Regions from separate parts of the Mus musculus genome. Here region 2 is linked to region 1. The links are chromatin contacts, called in public promoter capture Hi-C maps. All regions are on one chromosome and are shown on one strand. The core of a region is the stretch at or near the end of the contact, and the rest is flanking DNA. Distances in the headings are between cores, read along the strand shown.

Region 1 (6,853 bases), core at 2,773-5,272:
CCTGGCTGACGGGGTGCAGCTCAGTGGAGCACGGTCTCCTATGGACAAGGCCCTGGGTTCAGTTCCTAGCCTCAGGAAGTGGATTAGTGAGTTAGTGGAGGGTCAGCAGGGGACCTGCAGCTCCTGATGTGCAGAAAGCTGAGGCAGGAAGTTGCTGGAGCCACAGGTCTGAGATGGGTACCAGACCCTGTCTTAAAAAAAGAAAGGAAGGGGGCTGGCGAGATGGCTTAGAGGGTAAGAGCACTGACTGTTCTTCCAAAGGTCCTGAGTTCAAATCCCAGCAACCACATGGTGGCTCACAACCATCCGTAATGAGATCTGACGCCTTCTTCTGGTGTGTCTGAACACAACTACAGTGTACTTACATATAATAAATAAATAAATAAATAAATCTTTAAAAAAAAAGAAAGGAAAATCCCGGAACTGACCATTACTGTGTCCCAGGTGGATAACAGCATTGTAGGGGTTCTGAGCCATGACACTGAGCCGTCCCGCCCGCACGTTCAGAGCTGTCACGATCTTCCCCACTGACACATCCAGGTAGGTCAGAAACCCTGTCTCTGACTGAGAGAGAAACAAGATGTCCAGCTACGGGTCCTAAAGGAGAGAGGTCCTCCCAAGACACCCACCGGATCCTCTGCCCCATAACCACTCACAGTGGTGGCCAGGAGGAAGTGGAAGGGGAGGAACTCAAGCCGGGTCACTCGGTCACAGCGGCGGATGCAGTGAAGCTCGATGCCTTGGTTGTCGTAGATATAAAGCCAGCGGTTCTGAGCGACTGCGAGCAGAGCCTCAGAATGGAGGAAGCTGGGTAGAAAGGAGGAGGGGTTCATGGGAGACAGGACCACAGGGCACCATCCAATAGGGAACGGCCTGGCCCACTCCCATCGACCGCCAACAGAGGAAACACTGACTGGATGTCCCGTACTGCTTCCATGACGTTGATCTCACACATGAGCTTCTTGGTCACCCAGTCGAGGGCAGCCACGTGACCCCGACGCCCTCCTAAAGCCAGGTGTCTGGAGGAGGTGAAGCAAAGGCAGAAGTGTTAATTCAGGGAGCACCCTGACCCAGACTGGAATAATTCAGCCAGCCCCATCCCAGCCCCTCGACAGACGGGAGGAAGTGTGTTGCTGCAAACAGTAGCAACCAGACCCACACTGCGAGTAACTGAAGGTGGCACAGGTCATGTACCTGAGGAGACACAGCCAAATCTTAGCTCAAGAGTCACAGAAGGGGCTAGGGACATGGCTCAGTCAGTAAAGTGTTTGCCACAAAAGTATAACAGCCTGAGCCCGAATCCCTGGCACACATGTAATCCCAGTGCCAGGAAGGCCAAGACAGGCAGATATTGCTGGACACTGGTTCAGTGAGGAACCTGCTCAAAAATAAGGTGGAGGAACCGAAGAGAGGGGTCAATGGCGAAGAACACTTGCTGGTCTCATGAGAATGCTGGGTTGGTTCCCAACAGCACGTCACTCACAACCAAATCGTCCGTAAGACAATTCCTGTGGATTGCCTGTGTGATGCCGTCTTCTGACTTGTAGATTTGATGCCCTCTTTTTTTTTTTAAAGATTTATTTATTATTATACATAAGCACACTGTAGCTGACTTCAGATGCACGAGAAAAGGGCGTCAGATCTCATTACAGGTAGTTGTGAGCCACCATGGGGTTGCTGGGATTTGAACTCAGGACCTTCAGAAGAGCAGTCAGTGCTCTTAACTGCTGAGCCATCTCGCCAGCCCCCTGATGCCCTCTTCTGACTTGCATGATACCAGGCACACACGTGATGCTCAGACATATGTACAAGCAGAACACTCGTACACATAAAATAATAAATAAAAACTTAGAAGCATTGGAAAATAAAGAAGTTCAGGAAGAAGACCCTGTGGCTGAAAGTATTTTCTGTACAAACCCGGTGCCCTGAACCACAAGAAGGCAGATGGAGAAAATGGCTCTATTTGAGCTGGCCCCACACACCATGTCATGGGCATGCACAAGCATACTCATACACACCAACAATAAGAAAGAAAAAAACGGAAAGCAATACGTGAAGATGCCATGTTGACCTCTGGGGTTCATGTGTGTACACACCCACATGCAGGTATACCGACACACGAACTTGCGTACACAGCACACACATACATAATAAAGCCCCTGGAAGCTGAGAGGCGGTGCGTAGCTCAATAGTCAAGTTCACTCACCCACAACGTCATGGGCTTCACACCCAGAACCACCAAAAAGCGCCCAGCTTCCTCGGGCTCTTGCTGCGATGAGAGGCTATAACCCTAGCACGCACCAATCACCCAAGCCCAAAAGGAAAGGAAGGCAGGGTGACGACGGCAGGGGGCTTGCTGGCTTCCAGGTTAATAGAACACAAGCCCCAGGTTCTCTTCTGGCACACACACACACACACACACACACAGAAATAATTGAGTCCTTTTTTAGAGAGAACAGAGCCTCCGGAACTCAACCTTACCTCCCTGTTCGAGAGTAATTCAGTCTGTAGGGTCCGAACTGTCTTAGATTCAGGTCAAAGTGCTAGAAAGGGTGAAGTGTCCGTGAGACAACGAACTCACAAACCCCATCCCACCCCCAGCCCCATCCCGAGTCTCCAGGCTCCTCTCCCAGCCTGGGCTCACCTTGGCAGCACTGGCGATGTCCACAGCCTCCACGATGTCTGTCTGCAGGATTTTTGCCGTGTCTTCCCCATCTTCTCCTACCAGAAACCTAAAAGGCAGTTAGGATGACGACGGTGACGGTCCCCACCATGCAGCGGGCATACAAACATAAAAACGCAGAGAGACAGGACAGCGGGGAAAGCCCAGGTCGGGGTCCACTCACCCAGGTTCCTCTGCAAGCAGCAGCTCAGCGCGGGCGGCTCTGACGCTTGCCTCTTCCTCTTGCGCTTCAGCCTTCTCGAGTTTGCTTTGAGTTTTAGGCTTCGAATGTGGGAGCTACGGCATTGTTGACAGGGTTGCAAGAACCGAAGAGCATATGTGGGGGTCCCAGGAAAACCACTGGGGAAGCCGCCACCACCTCATCCAAACCCTCGGCCTCCAATCCCTCTGACAGCCCGCCGGTCCTCACCGTTTTGGACTTGTCAATTCGACAAAACTTCCGGGCCTCCTCCAGGGGGGCGGGGACGGGTCCTGGGAACGGGTCCTGAGCCTGGCGAGGACAAGGAGGCAGGAGGCAGATTCTGATGGATCCGGTTCCTCTCGATCTCCGGGGACGACCTGCACCGCCACCCTGTCAACCCCAGGCTCACCCCCGACAGCGTCCTCTGAGGCTTCTTCCAGTCTGGAGCGGTCTTTGAGATCGGGGGCTTCTTGGAGAACCGGGACTTCTGGGCGATGTGCGCGCTCTTGGACCTCGGGGGTCGCGACTCCCCAGTCCTCGCCTTCTTCCGAGGCGGCCCCGGGGAGGTGGCGACGGCGGCCGGGGTGGTCTCCTCCTCCCAGTAGCGCCGCGGTTTCTAAGGGGCAGAGGAAAAGCCTTCGCACACGCTGCCCGAGCCTGGGCCCGGGACGCGGACACCTCCCACCAAAGCTACCTTCCTCTTGGCCTGAGGCTTGTCTCTCTTGGGTGGGACACCCCTACCCGGCTTGGGGGCTGTCTCCATCTCCAAGACCGAACAACGATCCACGTGCGAAACTCCCTTGAGTAGTAGCTCGGCGGTCTAGGAAAACTTCCGGAAGTCCCCCCCTTCATCCAATCAGCGCCGTACCGGCGTCTGAAGCCTCCGGCGCCATGTTAAGTGAGGGCATGCCTCTGTGAGCCCGGGAGGATCGCCCGAGGAGCAGCTTATAACCAAATAAAGATTTAAAAAGCATGTATGAGCCCCGAATCTTGTTAACTATGAGCTTAGATTTTTCCATATTAACTTTTCTGTCTTGCCCAAAACCTCTCGAGCCGAGTCTTTTAGGTCGAACGAGCCTCACACAAGTCAGAACTACATGTTCCAGCATGTATCGGAATGTAACTTCCGGCGCCGTCTTTTTCTCTCCCGTCATGCCTTGTTTACTTCCGGGTTTATTGATTACAGCGGGTAGAGCGTGAAGAGGTTAGCGTTTGGCTTGGAGGGTTCGGGGATCTCTTCTTTCGCTCTCCTTTGCCTAGGGAGTGGCTATTCTGGACGAAAAGAGGCTGCGGCGCCTCGGAGAGTTGCGGGTAGAAAGTGCTGTCCTTCTGCAGGGTCAGGGAGGGGGGATTCAGGTGCCTCCCAGAGCTTGAGACCCAGCGACCCCCGCCCAGGAGGCTTTCTCCTTCACCATGGCTGAACTGATCCAAAAGAAGCTGCAGGGAGAGGTAGAGAAATATCAACAGCTGCAGAAGGGTAAGAGAGGGAGTTGGTGTGGTCTCGCTCCTGTCCGCTCTCATCTATGATGAAGCGTCGCGCCCCATTGGGGGCTGCGGGGGTGCATCTTGTTACCCCTCGCCTCGGTATCGTCGCTTTCTTCCTCACACCCAGTCTCCCCAGAATTGCGCGGTTCTGGGCCCATTTGATGTTTTTAATCGTGCATTTCCTCTCTCCACCCCAGACTTGAGTAAATCTATGTCAGGGAGGCAGAAGCTCGAAGCACAGCTAACGGAAAACAATATCGTGAAGGAGGTGAGGATGGGACGCGGGGGTGGGGGGCGAGGAGGGACTCTCCTGGGCACGATCATCTCATTCACTGCCTCATCCCCTTCTCAGGAGCTGGCCCTGCTGGATGGATCCAACGTGGTCTTTAAGCTTCTGGGACCCGTGCTTGTCAAACAGGAGCTGGGGGAGGCTCGGGCCACAGTAGGGAAGAGGCTAGACTACATCACAGCAGAAATGTAAGTCCTGCGGATGGCGTTTTCAGTGCACAAGTGTTAAACCCGTGCTGGATAGTTCTCCACTTACCCATTTCTGTAAAGTCCTGGCTGCCCTGGAACTCGCTCTGTAGACGGGGCTGACCTGACACAGATGCGCCTGCTGCCGCCTCCTAAAGGATGGGATTAAAGGCATGTGGCACCACTCCTGGCCTTTCTTGCTGTGTGACATCTGGTGAGGGCACTTGTCAAAGGACAACCTGCGGGAATGTTTGCCTCCCTACTGTGGGGTTCTGTAGCTTGAATTCAGGTGCCAGCCTTGGAGGACAGCAGCCCTCTCTTCCCCTTAGTGCCATCCCCGCTTTCTGTCCCACAAACCTCCAGTCTTCCACCATATCATTGAGCCCTGGCTGATATCTCCTCTCCGTTTGCCTCCCTTTGCCCTCCTCAGCAAGCGCTACGAATCACAGCTTCGGGACCTCGAGCGGCAGTCAGAGCAACAGAGGGAAACCCTTGCTCAACTGCAGCAGGAGTTTCAGCGGGCCCAAGCTGCAAAGGCTCCTGGGAAAGCCTGACCCCGTGGGAGGGGGTCAGGAGGGAGGGATGAGGCTAACCCTGAGCCAATAAAATGTAAACAGAACCAAGCCTACTTTACAGCCAGTCTTTCTTCACTGTACTTCCATTCCCGTACACTTTTACACCTCTTGAGATTCACGGTCTTGTGACTGAAATCTCTCAGTGGCCGGATTCTGTTTTGCTTTCCTGTGGCTGAGAACTGTGCCCAGGGTGTTTCCTTGGGTCCCTTCAGTTTCAAAACTTTAGTCTGAAACGTCTCAAGCTATTTCTTGCCTGTACATACAACCCTTTGACTTCCCTACGTTGGTTGGCGTAACCGGGAGACACGGGAGAAGACACTGTCTACAGTGCAGCATGTTGTTCGTTGCCATAGAACTCAGTTCTCTGGCCTGAGAGCCCAGGAAATGACAGTCACTCACGGTGAGCACTTGTCTCCCCAAGCAGCCCTAGCCCTAGACTGTTACCTGATTTCCCCGTCTATCTTCTCAGGGTTGGTTTGAATGTAACTTTTTTTGGTTTTGGAGACAGGGTTTCCCTGTGTAGTCCTGGAACTCACTCTGTAGTGAGGCTGGCCTCGAACTCAGAAATCCGCCTGCCTCTGCCTCCCGAGTGCTGGGTTTAAAGGCGTGCGCCACCACACTGGTCAGTGAATGTAACTTTTAACTAATCTTGAAATTCCTTCCAGATTCGTATGTCCACCCCCACAAAGCCGTTCTTTGGTTTCTTTGTCCCAAATTATTTCTTAGAAATCTGGCTTGAGGGGCTGGTGAGATGGCTCAGTGGGTAAGAGCACCCGACTGCCCTTCCGAAGGTCCAGAGTTCAAATCCCAGCAACCACATGGTGGCTCACAACCATCCGTAATGAGATCTGACACCCTCTTCTGGTGTGTCTGAAGACAGCTACAGTGTACTTACATATAATAAATAAATAAATAAATAAATAAATAAATAAATAAATAAATAAAATGATTTAAAAAAAAAAAGAGATCTGGCTTGAGAGAAGTCCATAGGGATCACTGTCATCCAGGAGCCCCTGCTTCTTAGGGGACAAGAAGAAACGGGTGTTTAAAGGAGCCAGGACTGAAGGGAACCCTGGGATACCTTTCACCAGTATCTGTTCTCGGGTCCAAGGATGGCACCCAGGGCCTCCCACCTCCCGAATCCCACCAAACACTTTGCTACTGAGCTATACCAGGTACCTCCTGGGACTAGAACCACTGCCCCTTGGTCTGGGCCACCTAACTTCAACCCACTGCCCTCGCAGTATCCAGCTCCGCGCACTGAAGGATGGGGACAGGGTTCAGGTAGTGTTTTGGTTTATTTTCTTAGTGTTGTCACAGTGACAGGAATCCCCAGAGTGGGACAAGAACCTCTTGTCACTGCCCTCTGCCCCAGGCTCAGCCTCTAGGCCTTCCCTTGGCCTGTCACAGGCTGGCATGTGGCAGGGACCAGTACTCTTCCCAGCACAGATGATA
Region 2 (6,853 bases), core at 1,817-4,316, 350 kb before region 1:
GACTTTACATTGTTACAGTTTTCTCATTACACAGTTTGTAAACTACACAGTTTATGCAACTTTGTACCATTTTTATTGTATTGATAACGCTTACACAGGTCTTTTCAGTAAACATTGACAAATATATACATTCTTATAACTCGCACCCCTATCAAGATGTAGTTTTCTATATCTACATAAAAATCATATGTCGGGGGCATGGGAAGTGATACTGTCTAGGGGATGACTAGGATAACGTAGGACAGCAGGGATTGTGGGTGAACACAGTCAAGGTGCACAACAAACTTGCATCGAAGTGTATTTACAAAACACAATACTTCGTACAAGAAATATGCTCCAATAACAATTTATTTTTAAAAAGCTGTGGGGGCTGAGAGATGGCTCAAGAGTTAAGAGTATTTGCTGCTCTTGGAGAGGACCTGAGTTTAGTTCCCAGCATCCTAGTTGGGTGTCTGGAATTGCCCTGGAATGCCAGATCCAGGATCGACTGTCTCTTCTAGATTCCATGGGGATCCACATGTGAACACCCACACTCAGAGACACACAAATACACATAATTTAAAATAGCATGTTTCAGATAGAGAAATATGCTCAACGAACTACACACGGTACACTATGGACTTAGCCCATATGACCACTACCCTGATTTTAAGTTATAGAACAAACATCTCTGCTCTAAGATTTCTAAGAAAAGGAATTATATAGCACATAATCTCTTTAAAATATTTATTTACTGCTCTTATTTATCTGTATATGTGTATGCCTGCATGAGTTTATGTGCACCGCACACATAAAAGTCCCAAGGGAGGCCAGTGGGTGCCCAGGAGTTGGAGTTCCAGACCACTGTGGGCCCCATGTGGGAGCCCTGACCTTTGCAGCAGTCAGAGCCATCCCTCCAGCCTCAGTATGTCTTCTTGTTTCTGATTTCTTTGGTTTTGTGGATGCTCATCTTTGCTTTTATTTTTTAATTTATTTTTAAGTTTGTGTGTGCGTGTGCATGTGTGCTTTTTTTACCATGTGTGTGCTGTGCCCTCAGAGGTCAGAAGAGGGCATCAGATTCCCTGCAGCTGAAGTTACAGCTGGTTGTGAGCTGCCATGTGGGTGCTGAGATCTGATCTTGTGTCCTCAGCAAGAGCAGCCAGTGCTCTTCTCTGCTGAGACGGCTCTCTGCCCCTCATCTCTGCTTTGATTTCTGTCTGTAGTTTTTCCTTTCTATTACCGAGTAGAGGTCTGCTGTTAGAACTGACCACATATTCTCCACAGGGCACTCTCCTATGGAGCTGCCTGCAAGTTGTGCAGGGGACTTCACGGATGCAGCTTTTGTGAGTCACTGTCTATATAGGGGTGGGCTGTGTGTGTGTGTGTGTGTGTGTGTGTATGTGTGTGTGTGTGTGTGTGTAGCTGCCTCTGGGTCACCGGGTACCTGTAAGTTACTCTTCTCCCATGATCCTGTTCACCAGAGAAAGGGAAAGAGAAACCTTGCCAGCCAGATCACTGGGCCTCCCAGTAAAGGCCTGTTGGAGCCAAGGATGTAAAGCTGGTGGGGAGACATACGAAGAAAACTGTTGCTTTCGCTTATATAGCTGTGGGGTGAACTGGCATGGCCAAGGCCCCAGGGGCAGATGTAAACTCAGTGCAGGCAGAGGACACAGTGACTCCCCTTCCTCAGACAAGCCTCCTCTTGCTATTAAGGCTTCCCAGCTGTGGACAACTCAGCCTGATTGTCCAGGATCATCTCTCTTACTTAACATCATCTGGTTACAGATTTAATCACATCCACAAAATACCTCCACAGATACCTGGGTATTTGGCTGAATAGCAGGGCACTATAACCTAAACACTCAAAACTGGTCACTACTACTATCTAAAGGGAATTTTCCCTTATTCCACTAACAAATGGGTGCACGTAGAGAAACTCCGTGATTACCTTAATATGTTTGCCTAGAAGGAGGCAAAAGCTGCACCCAGCATCTACTTCATTGTGTCCAGGCAGATGCTGGGGTGTCCTGTCCCACCCCTCTGTGGTCCCCTTTGAAGTGCAAGGGCTTGCACACTCATCTCAGGAGGACAGAAGAGCTGGTCTCAAATGTCCAGGAGCTTGTGTTCTCCACAGAATGCAGAAAACTCAGTCTTCTATAAGCAAGAGAACCCACAATGGTTGCTGAGACTTAAGCCTCAGACTCCCACACTTTTCTGAAATGTCACATAAGGGGGCAGCAAATTTGGAAAATCCAGTAGTTTGTGAAAGAAAGATACTTTTCTAAGTTAGAAAAAAATCCTTTCTACCTGACACTAAATATAAAAATTAAAAAATATTTTAAGAATAACTGAGCTACCCATAACTTTCTTGTGTGTGTTCAGTGTCCCTAAATTTCCTTTAGAATACAAAGATTGCTCAAAAGGAGAGGTGAAATCTGGATAAAGCACTGTGCACTCCTCTAGGTGCCAGATAGGTCCTCACAGCTCTGTGTTCCATCTGGTAACACCAGGGCTACTGCCCAGAGCAAAGAACCTCACCAACCGGGTTTACACAAGCAGAAAGAGCAAAGCCATTGACTGACCACAGTCTGTGGGGACACCTTGGGTAGGTGGATCATCTCACAATTTGGAGTACTCTGCACACACTATGGGAAGAAATAAAGAAAAACCAGCTAACTCATGATGCATGCAAGCAAGAGAAAGTAACTGGGTGTCGAAGTTGGAGGGGCACCAGGAAAGAAATAAATTCGGGGGGGGGAGGCTTTCTGAACAGTGCAGCCCAGACAGTTATGAAGAACAATATTATTGTGGGTGAGTTCGCCTGTCCATGTTCAGAAATCCCCTCCTCTCTTGCCATCTGTGCACATAAGCACAAGAGAAAGAGTCTGACTTAGAACCCACTTCTTCCCAGGCACTCTCTCGGGTCTACTCTGAGTAGAGCCTGCAGCAGGTTCAGGGAGTTCCCCTAGCCTCTTCCAGGCCTCCTAATACAAAGTCTGCAGCTGGCAACTTTGACGTCATCACAAGAGAATTTTCTGATTGGTTCTGGCGAGTTTGGTTTGGGTGTGTGATCTCCTTGGCTGGATCCTCACAATCTCTTGAAGACTCAGGAGAGCAGCTTCAGAGACCTCCCAGAGACCAGGATGCCGCGCAGCAGAGCTCTGATTCTGGGGGTCCTCGCCCTGACCACCATGCTCAGCCTCTGTGGAGGTGAAGACGACATTGAGGGTGAGTTGTGCAGCTGAGGGATGCCTGGAGCCGGGCAATGGGAAACCCACAGAAGAGGGAGATACAAATTCTCAATATGAAGAGGTCTAACAACTGTGTGATCCATTCTTCAGGAGGCTCTGGTTGGTCAGCTCACAATCCACCAAACCATGATTCTACTAGTGGGCCCAGTGAGGGAAGGAAGAAATTGGGAATTGGGAGTGTTTCCCACGAATAAATGATTTTCATTACTGAAAATCTAATTTCCATAATTACTATGACTCTAAAATTTCTGTGAGTTTCTGAAGCCTTTGTACCTGTAGTGTACTCTGAGGAAAACCTTTCCGTGAATCATGTTCACAAATATACAGCAAATGCTTCCCTTGTGTGGTGGTTTCCACACACCTTTTTCAAGCTAGGAGCTGGCCCTGGTGGGAAGTGAGAGAAGGAGGTCACTATTTTACCCGACGATCTTAGTGGTTTTGGATTTCCTCACGTGTCAACTCACAAGTGACAAGTCAAATAAATATGTAGATGTGCTTTAAAAATAGTGAAGGCAACGCTGGGTGGGCCTGGCAGTGCTTGGCAGTAACTACGGTGCTAAGGTGCCCAAGCAGGAGGATTGTGAGTTCAAGGATAGCCTGATCCCCTAGTGAGATCATGTCTCAAGAATGTATCCATTCATTAGTAAATGCTTTAAATGCCATCTTCCTCTTTCTTTCCATTATAGATACCATTGAACATTTTTGTAACAAAGTAAGGAATGTGAGCTGCCTGTTCTATAGGCCATTTATACCCCATGAAGTTCTGTAACAACCCAGGCAAGCACAAGCTACAGGAGCCTGTGGCCTTCCTCCTGAGCTGCCCACCTCCCTCCACACTCTGCCGACATTCCATGTCCTCTGTCATATCTCTCCTTAACTCCACGCTGTTTTACAGGCGTGAATAGGAGCTTGTGTAAAATAGCAGTTGAAAAGTCAAATGTCTGAAACAGGAAGTGAAAGGGGTTGAGCGTCCTTGCAAAGAGTGGCTGCTCTCTTTCCAGCTTTGGCAGGAGATGGAAGTCTCACCTATCCCTCATGGAGGGTGGGTGGGGGTGGTGGCTTCTTTGTCCCCAATTTCTTCAGTGTCACACTAGGGCACCTTAATCTGGTGTGAGCGGGCACAGTGGGCACAGTTCTGAGGAACATATAACTGAAGGGCTACATGAAAATATCCCTACTTCTTTTTAATTTAGAAAAAAGTGAAAGTTTCAAGATCTAAGAAAATGCTTTGACTTTAATTTAGCCTGTGTTACATTTTCTTATATATAGAATATGACCTTCAATATTTTCATCTAGGAAGAGCCCAAAAGCTAAGTGCATGGGACATACCGGTCCCAATGCAGCCCAGGTCATCCCTGACAGTGACTTTCACAAGGTTCTGCAGCCTTCCCATCATCCCCAAAGTCTCCACGGGCCTCAAAATTAGCAATCACCACTCAATACTCGCTCTGTAAAGCATTTGCTCAGCTAACAAGTCAGTGCTGAAGTATATAAAGCCTGCTGCCTGCCCCCAGGGAGTGGGTAGACTAGTGAGGGAAACAGATCAAGGTCAGGAAGGAGAAAAGCCATTGTGTGGAGAGTGGACACAGCTGAGGGCAAAACTGTACCAGCAGGGGGCAGCGTGCAGTCCTCAGCAACACCTGAGGCCCAGGACAAGCACCTGCAGAAGTGAACGATGTGTACATCCACAGTGGGAAAAGAAGTCGAGAAGGTCTATTGATAATGAGTAAGGGAGCTTTGATGGAGAGGTGTGGCATGTTATTGACTGATAATACCAACCAAGGTGGCCACACTGGGAAAGGACAGGCCAGAGGAGCAGTCAAATGTGAATAGACAGACAGACAGGGATAGATAGACAGAGAGGCTGGGGGTCATAGTGCAGTTGGAAGCCTATTAATTAAAACTGAGCAGAAACCTTCAGAGTAGAGGAGGTTTCAGCAAACTGAAAAACAACAGCCCCAACAACAACAGCCTTCATTTCTGTGAGAAAAGGAGACTCCTGCCATCCACAGGGCCATGAGAGAATAGGGTAGTTAGTTTTGTTTGACAGTCACTGTGCAGAACGCCAGGCTGTAACTTGCCCACCGCCACTCACAGCTCCTTACATGCACTCTGTCTGTTGACTGACCCTGCTCTCCTCACATTCACTAGGGTGGTGACTGCAGAGGCAGGCCTGGCTCCTTGAGCAGCACTACCTCTGACATTCGCTGGAACTCAACAAATGAAGGAAAAAAGATACAAAACTTAAATACTAGAATCTGTGCCTTGCTGATGCTTACCTGACGATAGTTGTTTACTTGGCTTCCTTTGGGTTCGGTTGTCTGCACTAGCAGCCATTCCCCGTGGCAGCTTGCACATGCTCACTGTCGGAGGAAAGTGCTTTAATGCACCATGAATCTGCAAGTGAACACCAGTGTTGATTTAGAAAAAAAGTAAGAGGTGAGGTTGACAGAAGCATGAAGTCCAATAAAGCCTCTATTTCTTTTATTCCAGAAGAAACCAGAAGGCCGCCCTGTGGGTCCCCAGCTTATGCAGGAACTTTTAGACAGAACAGTTTCCTCACACTTTGACATGATGTCACTGTTCTCTTATATAAGGGTCTATATTCTTTTCCATTTGTTAAAATAAATGAGAAAGTCTCCTTGTATGGAAAATGCACCCTTTTAGGAAGGAAAATAAAATGTAATTTGTAATTAATTAGTAGAAGATCAATGAGATACAAAACCTAATAAGAGAAGGAAATATGCTGACTGAATCTTTGAAAAGAAAGCTCTCTCTCTCTCTCTCTCTCTCTCTGTGTGTGTGTGTGTGTGTGTGTGTGTGTGTGTGTGTGTGTGTTTAGCTGTAAGCTACTTGGCTTGAGCTGTCTGTGTACCAGGCATGGAACAAGGCAGTCAGGATGGTAGAAATCAACACAGCATTCCACAGTTATGTAGCACGTGTCACAGAGGGAAAGACTGGATTGTAATCCATACCAAGTGGGAGGGAGGAATGAGTGGTAGAAACAAACCCCAAAAAATGAAATTCGTGGTATTTGTAAAAGCATTTTCTATCAGTTTGTTTAATAACATTATTTTTTCTTCCTGTTTTTCATTTTTCCACTATCCACCTAAATCCATCAGCCGACCACGTAGGCACCTATGGTATAAGTGTATATCAGTCTCCTGGAGACATTGGCCAGTACACATTTGAATTTGATGGTGATGAGTTGTTCTATGTGGACTTGGATAAGAAGGAGACTGTCTGGATGCTTCCTGAGTTTGGCCAATTGGCAAGCTTTGACCCCCAAGGTGGACTGCAAAACATAGCTGTAGTAAAACACAACTTGGGAGTCTTGACTAAGAGGTCAAATTCCACCCCAGCTACCAATGGTACGTGCTCACACCCCGCTCCTCCCTTCCTTCCCTTGGGGTGGGTGGTGGTGGGTGGATATGACTTGAGTATAAATGGTTCTATAAAATCCTCTCCTTTCCAAGGAGCACCCAGATCTCCTCATCACTGAATACTCACCTTCCCTCTCCTTACAAATCATACATTTCATGTAATATACAACTCGCTGTTCCCACAGTGCATGCCTGGAATCTTTGAAGAGGCCCCACAGACATCCTACCTAAGACCCTAGA

What was found. Capture Hi-C pulls out chosen DNA fragments and counts their contacts.
Region 2: a contact with region 1 is called in a promoter capture Hi-C map of adipose tissue. The contact joins the promoter of H2-Aa here to the promoter of Pfdn6 in region 1.

The regions. Positions count from the first base shown.
Region 1 is chr17:33,937,512-33,944,364 of GRCm38.p6, reverse strand. Pfdn6 (prefoldin subunit 6) reads left to right here and starts at 4,022. Exons shown (of 4, transcript NM_010385.2): 1 at 4,022-4,341; 2 at 4,547-4,617; 3 at 4,702-4,826; 4 at 5,254-5,456. The coding sequence starts at 4,278. The coding sequence ends at 5,377. Wdr46 (WD repeat domain 46) reads right to left here and starts at 3,642. Exons shown (of 15, transcript NM_020603.2): 1 at 3,559-3,642; 2 at 3,274-3,480; 3 at 3,093-3,173; 4 at 2,847-2,959; 5 at 2,645-2,732; 6 at 2,482-2,543; 7 at 915-1,019; 8 at 657-807; 9 at 429-564. The coding sequence starts at 3,627. Rgl2 (ral guanine nucleotide dissociation stimulator-like 2) reads right to left here. Exons shown (of 18, transcript NM_009059.2): 18 at 6,678-6,853.
Region 2 is chr17:34,284,036-34,290,888 of GRCm38.p6, reverse strand. It overlaps H2-Aa (histocompatibility 2, class II antigen A, alpha), which reads left to right and starts at 3,066. Exons shown (of 5, transcript NM_010378.3): 1 at 3,066-3,207; 2 at 6,353-6,601. The coding sequence starts at 3,123.